2 separate regions of the Zea mays genome follow, and region 1 is linked to region 2. Evidence: chromatin contacts called from public Hi-C data. All regions are on one chromosome and are shown on one strand. Each heading gives the region's core, a stretch centred on a gene start, on an enhancer-like site or on the middle of the called end of the contact. The rest is flanking DNA. Distances are from core to core; before and after follow the strand shown. Region 1 holds the start of LOC100278084. Region 2 holds the start of LOC118476640 (transcription factor Maf).

Region 1 (6,205 bases), core at 3,006-5,505, 190 kb before region 2:
CGCTGTCCTTCTGTCAGACCGGTCAGTGGTGCGGCGAAGCGACGGCGGTCACTTCGGCTCTGCCGGGGGGCGCGCGTCAGGATGAAGGTGTCAGGCCACCTTTGCATTAAATGCTCCTGCGGCTCGGTCGGTCGGTGCGGCGATTTAGTCAGGGTTGCTTCTTAGCGAAGGCAAGGCCTCGGGCGAGCCGGAGATGTGTCCGCCGTTAAAGGGGGCCTCGGGCGAGACGGAAATCCCTCGGGGTCGGCTGCCCTTGTCCGAGGCTAGGCTCGGACGAGGCGTGATCGAGTCGCTCGTATGGACTGATCCCTAACTTAATCGCACCCATCAGGCCTCTGCAGCTTTCTGCTGATGGGGGGTACCAGCTGAGAATTAGGCGTCTTGAGGGTACCCTAATTATGGTCCCCGACAATTAAGATATAATGAAATCAACAATATATCTTCAGCTTCATTGAAATTCTTGGAACGATCCTTTGGTTTTGACTGTGAAATCATGTCGTTCACTGGTGGGGACTCGGACTCCATAACTTCATATTCGTTTCCCATGTTTTCATCAAGGATAAAAACATCGTCGTTGTCCTAGTTCAGTAGGTTAGTAAAGTACCCAGGTGACATGGAGCTGCAAAACATTTGAGTAAACATTTAAACAACCACACCACTGTCCTCCAGGAGCCATAAACTAACTTATTTGACAGTCACATAGATTTAGGATAAAATGAATAAATATTCATGGTGCATATATTAAATGACATAGCAGGGAGTTTACTAATCTCTTGAATTAGAATACATACATGATGTTGTACGTTACTACTGTCCATTCCTACCTCTTGTAGAAGAAAAGGTCAACAGTATGTATGCATCATGCTATACGTTACATGATGATGCACAATACTTCTGTCCATTTAGATATTGCAATCAGCTACAATATCACTGAATAAATAGAATGAGGCAAACAACAAGTTGAAACTTTCAGAATTTCTATCGAGGGGACACTATGATATCGGCCAATGAAACAGAAATAGAACAAATAGGTTTTACATATTCATATACATTTACAGAACAATTGAATTGAAGCTTTCCACCGAGGAGTGATTGTGATATCTTCCAATGAAACAGACCCGAACAAAAAATAAGCTCAGAAAAACAATGCATTCAGATGAATTAGATATTACATATTGAGATACGTATCTCACACCTGTAGTTATCCATGTTCGGCAAAGGAGCTTGGTGTGTCGCCTGTGATGCAGAGCGATGGTCGCCAGCAACGTTTGATGGCCGACGGCGAGACACCAGTGCGGGACCCTGGCGAGACGCGCCACGGGCGGGCTGGGAACCACCGCAGATTGCATCAAGAACTCTATTCAAAGATAAACGTTGATTCTTCGCCGTCGGCCGTGACAGGGGGGAAGGAGGCCGACCATCCATCGAGTCTGCCGTCAAATCCAGATCGGGATCAGTAGAACAAGGGAACGAAGGAGTAGTTCGACGTAGTACGGGCGACGTACCAGGGGATCTGCAGGATGGCGGTCATAGCAGGATCGGGACTTCAAAGATGACGGCAGCAAAGGAAAGAAACTGCTAGGTGAAAATTCCGTGGGAGTTGAGATAAGCGGGAACAGTATTGGGGCGCTCCTACGTGGGTCTCAAATATACTGCTTGTGATATTGGTCCCTAATTTTTTTTATGAATGTCATTAAAATAGGGTTCCTGTTGGACCTCTTTTTTCTTGTTCGGGCCGTATATTTTAAATTGTCCACGAGTTTAGGGCCTCTATTAGAGTTGCTCTTATTCACTCAAATCCAATGGATAATATTATTTAGATGATCACTCATCCATCCCTCTCTCCCTTTCCCGCGACCCAGCACCCGAGCCTCCTCACTCACGTCGACGTCGACTCCTCTCCTCCCTCATCGAGATCGTAGCGTCAGCACCACTATATGCTAAGATTTGATTTATTAAACAAAATAGATTTGGTAGACAAAATCGATGATTTTTAATAAAAATATCGTTTATAAAGCTAATATAGTAAACTATTGAAGATGAAAGTAAATAAAGTTTCTGCTTATTTTATTAACTCGTTAGATTTATTAGTTTAGCCAGTTAATTAATTGAAAACAAATGGTGTTGCTTGTATTATACCGCGTCTTTAGCCCCGCCGTTGAAAGGTCAAGTTCCCCGCCTTGGTAAGTGGAACACAGGAACCCCAACGCAGCAACGGTAAAACCGGAACAATATGAAACTACTGCCGGCTAATTGGCTAAACGTGGACCGGGGCCAAGCAAGTACAGTAGCCCCAACGCAAACACACACCGAGAGCGGGCTACCCAGATCCGAAGGCGAGCCGCTGACGGTTCGCCGGCTCAAGCCGAGCAAAAGGCAAATCGCTGTCGGCTCCGGTCGCGGACGCGAATCGCGCAGGCGCCGGACTTGAACCGCAGCTGATAGCGGAACCCAGGAATCGAATTTAAATCAGGAAACTGGGGTGGGAAATGGAGAGAGAAAAAAAAGGCAACGCGCCCGTGACTGTTGGCCCCAGAATCCCGATCTCGACGCTCCCGCGCCTTTTGCGTAAAGACCCCCCCGCCACGATTCGTTATCCCGCGCCTCTCCCGGTTACTTAGATGTATTCGCAAAAGTGCCCCTAGCCGGGTCAATTCGTGTGGCCCACCCCGTTTTGCGCCGCGCACCCCGGGAGAAGCCGGGCCTCGCAGATGCTCGGGACGGTTGGGTCACATGCTTGGTGTGCCTGCTTTGCTTCGGAGCGTGGCCTTTGTCCCTAAATAAATAAAAAGGGTGGTTGGGCGCACCGTACATTCGGGTCGACCGGGTCGGGTTGGCTTGGCTCCCGGTCCCCGGAACTGCGGTCATTCATTGCGTACGGCGCGCGTCGAATCTCAAGGCACAGCCCTTCCCAAATGCAGAATTTACAGGAATGGAACCGATATGCACTTTTCCCCTTAGTAGTAGCTATATAATTCTTTAGTTTATAAATTTTGTTATTGAGTAGTGCTATATGCGTAGCAGTGCATGCGGCGACAAAAAAAAGAAAATGAAATTAATAATGAAATTCTGTGAGGTTCAGAACCAACATCTTTTCACCCAGTTATTATTGTCCGCACCGAGCAGGCACGCCCTCGAAATCTTTTTCCAGATGGGAGAGAATAAACCTTTTTTTTAAAAAATATAGCTGGGTCCAACTCGTCGGCCTGACTAAAAAGAGACCCGCCGCCCGGGATAAAGATCGCCACTGACCAGTACAGCCAGCCAGACACACAGGTGGCTTTTCAAAGGTTTTAAAAAAAAGCAGTGCCAGAAATATCGAAGGGGGGAGACTGACTGGACCGCTGCAGGCCGTCGCCGTTCAACCACCACACACGCCCCAATCCACCCATCCAGTCCAGGGCGTGGACAAATAAAAGCAGGCAGGCAGGCGCGCGCGGACGGAGACGCGGCCACGCCCACGCACTTCCAGATGGGATGGCAAGCCTCACGCAGGCAGGCAGCCAGACACGCACACATCCCCGTCCATGCCATTTTTTAAATTCATTTAGGCCTTGTTCGTTTCCATCGGATTGCACCCGGAATAATTCCAGCTAATCAAAGTTTATATAAATTAGAGAACCAATCCGGTCAGGAATCGTTCCGACCCACCAATCCGATAGAAACGAACAAGGCCTTACAAGGTTTCAAAATATCAGAAATCACTCATAGGTAACGGAAATATAACTGCAACTTGGGCCGGTCTGTATTCAATTGAATCTATACGCAGCCACACGTTCAGGTTTGAAGAATTATACTCAACAAGCACTGCCGTCACCTACCAGCAAAGGCACAAAAGCAGGCGAGAGAAAATAGGCAACCGAACAAAAATGCACTTCTGAGGTCTGACGCCAGCGGGGCGAGAGTGCTGGCTGGAAGCCTGGAACACGAGACTCGACTACTCGAGCGGTCGTCCATGGTATGGTGCCTGCTCTGGTTATTCGCATCAACGGGCCGCCACGGGAGCGTGTGGACAATACCTCTGGCACCCGACGAAACTCTCAAACTACACCGCCCGCCCGCCAGCTCCGGGAGGTACCTGAGCTGATAACTATAGACCTCGATGCACCACCGCACTGGCGACCAAACCAAAACCGCCCGAGCAAACTTTTTTCCGGAAACCCCCCTGCGAGAAACGTCGTCCGCAGAGCCGCCCACCGCGTGCAACGCTATATAAGGTGGCCCCGAACTCGGCGACGCTGCGCACAACACCTCGCTTTTTGTACTCTTCCGTCTTTGCCCTCGCGTTAACGCGCTCGTCTCGCCTGGCCTAGCTAGCTGCCTGCCTTGGCTTGCTTGCTACGTCGTGTACTATACACAGCGAGAGGAAGGAGGAGCAAGAAAAGAAAGAAAAGAGAGAGAGTCGCTTCCTTTCCTCCAACTTATTCCATGGAGACCTCTTCTCACAAGCGGGCGCGGGAGGCGGTCGACCTCGCCGCCGCCGCCGGAGAGGCCGTGTGGCCGGAGGCCGACGCCAAGAGGCTGCGGCCGCAGGACCTGCTCGACATGCTCGACGACGACACCGAAGCGGCGGCCGCCGGCGACCTGGCGTCCGTCATGCGGAGCCTGGAGGAGGAGATAGCCAGCTTCGACGAGGCCGCGGAGGCGGCGCCGTCGCAGCAGCCGGAGCTGGGGTTCCTGCTCGAGGCCTCGGACGACGAGCTGGGGCTGCCGCCGGCGGGATCCGCCGCCGCCGCCTCTTCGGAGGAGGCCGGCCTCGCCGGCCCGCCGGAGCCCGCCGCCGCGCTCTACGGCCAGATCTGGGGCTTCGACGACGAGATCGACGGAGGCTTCGGTGGCTACTCGCCCGAGGCTGCCGCCGCGGCCGCCGCCGCCGCCGCGTGGGACGACGACGTCTTCGGCGCCGGCCTGTTCGCGTTCGGCGACGACGCGTGCGCGCCGTCGGATCTCGCGGCGCTGCGCCACGAGTCCATGCCCGCCGTCTGATGACGCGTCCCCCGTGCGTGCGGCCGCACCCAGGGGATTAGCCCCTATCTTTTTTTCTCGTTTTTATTTTTACCTTTTGGCTAACCTGAATGTAAAGTTTCTTAGGAGGGTTAAAACAGAGCCGTGCAAAACTTGGGAAGATAAGATTTCAGATAGGCGGAAGGTTCTGGAAATGGCCTCCCTTTTTTTTGTTTGCCCTCGGAATCTACCTCTCGCTTAATAGAAAAAGAAAATAAGAGGAAGCGAGTACATACATAAAGCTATTAAAATAAAAATAATAAACAGTGAAGCAAAAGACAGATGCCGACAAGTTTTCAAAAAACAGATGGAGGTGGGCGATTATACTGAGAGGAAAAAAATAATGTTTTCATGAATTGTTATCTGGAAAAAATACTTGCAAGGATCCAGCACTCCAAATTGGAATTGGAAGAGTCCGCGAATTTTCGCAACCTTTTAGACGGGGAAGAATAATTCTGGCTGCTACGGTTGACCATGAGCAGGAAACTGTTTTACATTTGCCTGGGAACGAGATTAAGTTAAGGGCATGTACAGTGGTATTTAATGTGGGAGCTCTTAAGGTGTTTTAGGGGGTTATTTGCAAAAAAATCTTAGAGCCGTCTCTCCGTGAAGAGACGCCTCTGGCTCGTAAACCAAGTAACAACAGACGCCTCACTTCCCACTATACAAATTTGTCGTCTGTTCTATCGATCTGATGCTATATAAATACATTTAATTCTGTATTTATTAATAAACTACGTTTATAGACACTCCATTGTACAATATAGTCTCTTAGTTGTCTCCTGTGCTTGGAGAACCGTTTTGGTGTCTCTCCACTGTACATGCCCTAACAGGGAAAAGACCGTGAGCCACCGGCTCGCAGGACTAGCCGTTCGCCGTTGTTGTGAGGTAGTCGCTGCGCACACAGGAAACGTTGTCCGGGAACAGCTGTGGCGTGGAGCACTGCCGTGTGCCCGTGTCCCTACTCCTAAGTCTTAACTGAACCTGACGTTTCCTCATTTTCTTATCGTCAGTTTATTGGGAAGACTTTTACCAAGCTATAGTTCATTTCATGATGTCAGGGAAGTATTTTAAAGACTGAGTATGGTCTTGGCACCAAGATCATCTGCAAGAGGCTAGCTAAGGCTAGCTAAATGACTCGTCAAGCCAAATTTTGGTAAATCAACATCAAAATAAATCTCCAACAGACTAGCTATCTGAC
Region 2 (6,460 bases), core at 2,126-4,625:
CCCGAGCAGCGACGCGTCCGACCGCCGGCCGGCAAGCAGGGCTGGCGCTGGCGCTGGCGGCGGTGTCGCGGCTGCTAGGTCGTGCGAGAAGGAGATCCTGGGGCTGATCAGCTCCGGGGCTTCTTCCATTGGCGGTGTGACAGGACTGTCAGTGCGAGATCAGTTGGAGAGTCCGGACTCCGGAGCGGAGGGGGTTGGGAGAGAAACGGATAAATAGAGCGGGAGAGCTGCAAAGAGCCCCAGAGGCCAGACTCCAGAGCACCCCCGGTCCCGGACAGGTTGGGGCCGTACGTGGTCCTTGGGGTGCAAATTTCGCACCCGAAATCGCCAAGTTGATCTCACTCGCGCCCGGTCGGTCACCTACCTACGCCAATGGCTGGCAGGGCAGGATCCTTTGCCGTTTTCTCGTCCAATATCCTCCGGACCGGACGTGAAACTTTGACGATCAGCCATAGCGCATGCATGGCACTTCTTGTCCGATCCGACGTCCATAGACTAGCTTCTTGTTCCGGGTCGGCTTGCTTTTACCGTGGAGGAGGCGTGTAGCCAGTGGCGGAGCCAGCATACTTCTAAGGGTAGGGCCGAAAATAACACTAAAAAATATTTGTATCGGCTAAAAATTTTAAACCATAAAAATGCATAGATAATGACACATATAAGATTCATATGAACACAACAATTCTAAAATAACGTAAAATTGACTAAAACAAGTGGTTACCTAATTAAGAAAATTATAGATCTTTGTCTCAATGACCAATTCATCAATTACTTAGATTGCTTTCATCAACAATAGAAATATTTCCTGAAATTGAATGACATTACGTTATTACATAAGTAATCAAAGAAAACAAACTACAAAGTATAGAATTGTTTGAACTAAATGTACCACTCTTACTTGTCTTTGGTATTTGCTCCCTTCGTGTTCTCATGGCTTGATAATGCTCTATAATTTGACGATCTTCAATACTTGCAAATATATCCCTCTCGATATAGCAAATCATACAATGACTCATCCATTCATCACCCATCTTATTTCGCAAATCTGTCTTGATGATTTTCATGGCTGAAAATGCTCTTTCTACAGTTGCAGTTGCAACAGGCAAAATCAAAGCCAATTCAATTAGACGATAAACCAATGGGAATACAGTATGTCTATCTGTCTTAACCATCTTCATAGCAAGATTACCAAGATCACAACATGATAGGAAACTTGAATCTTCTCTTCCTTCGGTAATGAATGTATCAAGTTGGTCTCTAAGAACTATACAATCATATTCTGTGAAGTCATCAACATAAATTTGTGCAAGTTCAACAAGCTTATCTTCATCATAGTTGGCAAAAGAATTACTAGGATCAAGACAAGCAACACATCTCAAGAGTTGAGTAGACCTTTCAGCAAAACGATTGTTAAACTCAACTATAACTTGATCCAACACCACATTGAATATTTCATGATGAAGATGCTCATAATAAGTAACCAACTGTCCTCTACGGCCTCTAGAACATCCTCTTCTAACTATTTCCGCTGACATATCCGGGACAACAATATTATGCTTGAGACAAAAATCCTTGGCCTCTTCAAAAATAGCATCCCAACCATGGTGTCTTATCTCATTTAATTTTTGCAATGTGACACCAACCAATCCTATGGCACGAATAATATTTTGATCTTTCTTTTGCAAGCATTGTGACAGGTCATTTGTCTTACCCAAAACTTTGATCATGAGGTGTAACACAAGAACAAACTCAAAGCTCTCCATTTTCTCTAATAAACCTGTCGCTGTGGTTCTTTGTGCTAGATTAGTGGCATCTTGACATACATTCTCTAACACCTCTAAGACAGCACTCCACATGAGTTGAAGACGACATAAGGCATAGGGGTTCTCATCCAATATCCTTCTCTGTAACCCATGGAATTCCCCTCTCATGTTTGATGCTCCATCATATCCTTGCCCACGTAAGTTTTTTATAGAGAGATTATGTTTAGAGAGCATACCATCTAAAGCTTGTTTAAGTGAAGATGAGCTTGTATCTGTAACATGTTCAATTCCAAGAAATCTATCAATCACCTGGCCTTGATTGTTGACAAATCTACATGGGAAAGTAAATCAGTAAAAATTACCAGCACTGTTTATAAAAATTTAATAATTACAACAATAACTTACCTCAAAATCAAAGCCATTTGTTCCTTGATAGATGTGTCTCGGGCCTCATCGATGATTATAGCAAATTTCTTATCCCCAATTTCAGCTAAGATGACTTTTTTGGTCTCTTCTGCACAAGCCTCACAAATTTGCTTTTGAATCTCCGGTGATGTCAACATACAACTTGTGACATTACATGTGACACACTCTGTCTTTGATTTTTAAAATCATCAAAACATCTTCTAGCCTTATTATGAGCACTATCAATGTTACCCACATGTACATCAAATGACTTAATCGCATTCTTCCAATTGTTATACCCTGTCGCACCAGTGTAGCTTTCAACACCAAAGTTTTCCCTTCTTGGTTGCTTGAAAAGGAAACAATAAAAGCAAAAGGCCGCATCTTTAGCAACACTGTATTCCAACCATTCATGCTTTTTGAACCATGATTCCTGAAAACTTCTTTGTCTATCTCCTATTCGCTTCTTGGGAAATATGTGACCTTTTGGTTGACAAGGGCCTAACAATAAATACTCTCTTCTAACAACATCTCGAATGTTCACATCTAACTCTTCAATTGGTTTTCGAAGTCCAGGATCACCAACAATCTCACTATCTATTGATTCCGTATTATTTTGTGCAGTCCCAACATCTAGTGATTCTTGATTGTTTTCATTTTCATCCAAATTAGTCCCAATTTGTACGTTTTGAATGATTTCATTCGATTCTTGATTTGACGCGACTTGATAAAATGATGCAATTGTTCGAACTCTCTTCATATTGTACACTGTAATTGTAACACAAATCACTGTAATTAGACACAAACACAATATGTTTTCTCAGTGTCAAACAACAAAAACAGACCTGCTTGCTGCTTGCTGCGCCTGCGCTGGTCTGCTTGCTTGTTGCGCGACTCAAATCGCTGCTTGCTGGCCGCTCTTGCTTTGCTTAATTGCTTGCCTGATTGCCTCCTTGGCTGATTGCTTCGGTTGCTTGCCCAAATGCCCAGCCAGCCAGCGGACGGCGGCCTGCTGCCCTGCTGCTTGCAGCTTTCTCGCTCCAGTCGCTTGGCCGCTCGCTGCTCGGGTGCGCGCGCGCTGCAAGCCTGCAACTGCTTGCTTGCCGGCGTGCCGCTCCTGCTTGCTTCTCGGGCGCGCGCTGCTCCTGCTCGGCTGGCGGCTGCGTTGCCTGGGCACGCGCCTGGCTGCTTGCTTGCACCGCCGCCTGTAACGGTAAGGCCCCAAGCTTCCCAAACCCTAAACCAAATTAGTTGGGCTGTACTGTTACATAATTATTCGGCCCAAGAGTAGGGCCTGGGCCCTAGTGGCCCCAGGCCTGAATCCGCCCCTGCGTGTAGCCACGACTAGCCAGTAACTGTCTCTGCTCACATACGTACATATGCATGCCATGCCGTGGGAGTATGTGTAATCGTGCTGTCGTTAGGATGAAGAATTCGATCCAAAATCTTCTAGCGACCACAACATCAGACATTCAGACTGCTTCAAGTATGCAACGGCGATCGACGTAAGAGCTCGCATCTTTTGATATGTGAAAAAGAAAAGAAAAGAGAGGGAGGATTGCTGTGCCAGATTGGTTCCATATATTATAATAATAATATACCCACTGCTTACGCTGTGTGGCGAGACGTCGACAGGGACTCCGACTCCGAGTAGTTAAGTAGCTGGGAGCAGAATATGATGGGGGAGGGGGCGGCCTCTTTGGTCACTATCTCTCCCAAACTGGATGGATGGAAACATGGGGGCATGGGTGACCGATGATGTTTCTGCTCAATAATCTTCCTCATGAACATTCCTCCAAATCATGCATGCGCGCTCGAAACACATACAGCCATGCATGGCAGCATCAGCATGCAAGAAGAACGAGAAACAAGGGAGCTCTACCCATTCCCCCTTCAATTCCTTCCACATGCATGCGAAAAGGTTAACAATGCAATTGCAACGCAACGCAAGAGGAGCACCCAGCTGGATCGAGAAACTCAGCAAGGATTTCTGATATATAAAACCAAAACGGATTATCAGCTGCTACTTGTGTAACAGAGGCCGCTCTTCATCGTCTTTCTGAACGTGACGTGTCGTGAAAATGCGCGGCACATCATAGTTGCCGCCTCGTGGACGCGCTCAATTATTATTCATACGTGCCTTCCTTCGCTTTCCTGCAACGCTGGACCAGAACCAGAGAACGGGCCGCGAATTATTGCGCGCCGCAACTGTAATGCATGCATGTAAAATGGTTTGGCCTCGCATCGATCGATGTCAGTAGTACGTACTAGCATATAGCAACATTTTGCACTCAGAAAGGATGTCGTCGTCGTCGTCATCGTCTCTCACTGGCTGGTGTGCGGTGTAAATTCAGGGCGGCAGCCTCAGGTGACTGATATATGTCAGCCAGTTGCCCAGTAGGGGCTGGTGCGTCCATCATCTTTGTTACGTTAGCGCTCTGAAGAAACGCCCATGCATGAAGACAAGCTCGGCTAGCTAGCTAGAGCACCGAGCGGTACCGGTCCGGGGGGAGGGGGGCATGTGGGAGCAGCTAGCGCCGTCCCTGAATTCCGGTTACTAGCTAGCGGGAGCATCATTCATGACATCGGCCTGCCCATCATGCATGATCTGAATTCTCAAGTAGGGCTGAAAACGAGCTAGGTGGCTGTTCGAGCTTGGCTCGTCCATTGCACGAGCTCAAAAATGTGGCTCGACTCACGAGCCGTAACTGATAAATATTATTATATTATAAAATAATTAAAATTATATAAATATAGAATATAAAATCATCATTTCAATATTTACGAGTAATCTAAATTATAAATTGTCACAAATTTATCATCAAATAATCATTGTTATTTTGTAAATTAATTAATTTGTCATAGCTCGCGAGCCTGAACGGCTCGGCTCGGCTCGGCTAACCCCCCTACTATATGCATGGTTGGTCGTGTGGTTAGGCCTGTTAATGGTAAAAAATCCAATCCATTCCCACCCATACCCAAATCTAATTACTTTGATATCCATCCCACACCTAACCAAAAATACTAGAAGAAAGTTAAACCCAACCCATCCAATAACATTATTGATCCCAAACCAACCCGTAATTGGGTGGAAACCCATGGAAAACCCGTGGGTTTAGCTTATTGTCTCACATCAAGCCAACTGCATACACTGATACACAGTGATAATTTTATAGATAATTTCAGTGACATAAAAAACATAGTTGCATACACACTGATAGTTTTTTTTACACTCGATAAAGAGCTTTTTTTGCCGAGTGTCAAAAATATAACACTCGGCAAAGAGCTCTTTGCCGAGTGCTTTTTTCCAACACTAGACAAGACAATTTAAAAATCACATTTAAAACCAGTAAATTAATTCAAATAAAAAAGTTTTCAACTACAAATGTCGGGGACCATAATTAGGGGTACCCTCAAGGCTCCTAATTCTCAGCTGGTAACCCCCATCAGCATAAAGCTGCAAAGGCCTGATGGGTGCGACTAAGTCAGGGATCAGTCCATTCGAGCGACTCGATCACGCCTCGCCCAAGCCTAGCCTCGGACAAGGGCAGCCGACCCCGGAGGATTTCCGTCTCGCCCGAGGCCCCCCTCCAACGGCGGATATATTTCCGGCTCGCCCGAGGCCCTGCCTTCGCTAAGAAGCAACCCTGACCAAATCGCCGCACCAACCGACCAAATCGCAGGAGCATTTAATGCAAAGGTGGCCTGACACCTTTATCCTGACGCGCGCCCCCCAGCCGGCAGAGCCAAAGTGACCGCCGTCACTTCGCCGCTCCACTGACCGGCCTGACAGAAGGACAGCACCGCCTGCGCCACTTCGACTGCGGTGCCACTTGACAGAGTGAGACTGACAGGCAGTCAGGCCCGGCCGAAGGCACCATAGGAAGCTCCGCTTCGCCCGACCCAGGGCTCGGACTCGGGCTAAGTCCCGGAAGACGGCGAACTCCGCTCCGCCCGACCCAGGGCTCGGACTCGGGCTAAGTCCCGGAAGACGGCGAACTCCGCTCCGCCCGACCCAGGGCTCGGACTCGGGCTAAGTCCCGGAAGACGGCGAACTCCGCTCCGCCCGACCCAGGGCTCGGACTCGGGCTAAGTCCCGGAAGACGGCGAACTCCGCTCCGCCCGACCCAGGGCTCGGACTCTGGCTCAGCCCCAGAAGACGACGAACTCCGCTTCGCCCGACCCCAGGGCTCGGACTCTGCCCTGGCCTCAGCCGACGGCCTCCGCCTCGCCCGACCCAGGGGCTCGGACTCGACCTCGGCCACGGAAGACAGACTCGACCTCGGCTTCGGAGG

What was found. A called contact is a pair of places that touch in the nucleus more often than the background predicts.
Region 1: a contact with region 2 is called in a Hi-C map of root tip, with 4 times the contacts expected there. The contact joins the promoter of LOC100278084 here to the promoter of LOC118476640 in region 2. A contact is called at or near these places in 16 of 25 Hi-C or Micro-C datasets (bundle sheath, ear, endosperm and 5 more) and 2 of 3 datasets of contacts at active chromatin or transcription factors (leaf and seedling).

What each region holds. Positions count from the first base shown.
Region 1 is chr3:22,627,113-22,633,317 of Zm-B73-REFERENCE-NAM-5.0, reverse strand. It overlaps LOC100278084, which reads left to right and starts at 4,255. Exons shown (of 1, transcript NM_001151477.2): 1 at 4,255-5,127. The coding sequence starts at 4,429. The coding sequence ends at 4,986.
Region 2 is chr3:22,435,651-22,442,110 of Zm-B73-REFERENCE-NAM-5.0, reverse strand. It overlaps LOC118476640 (transcription factor Maf), which reads right to left and starts at 3,375. Exons shown (of 5, transcript XM_035966163.1): 1 at 3,011-3,375; 2 at 2,166-2,933; 3 at 896-2,091; 4 at 719-802; 5 at 1-593. The coding sequence starts at 129.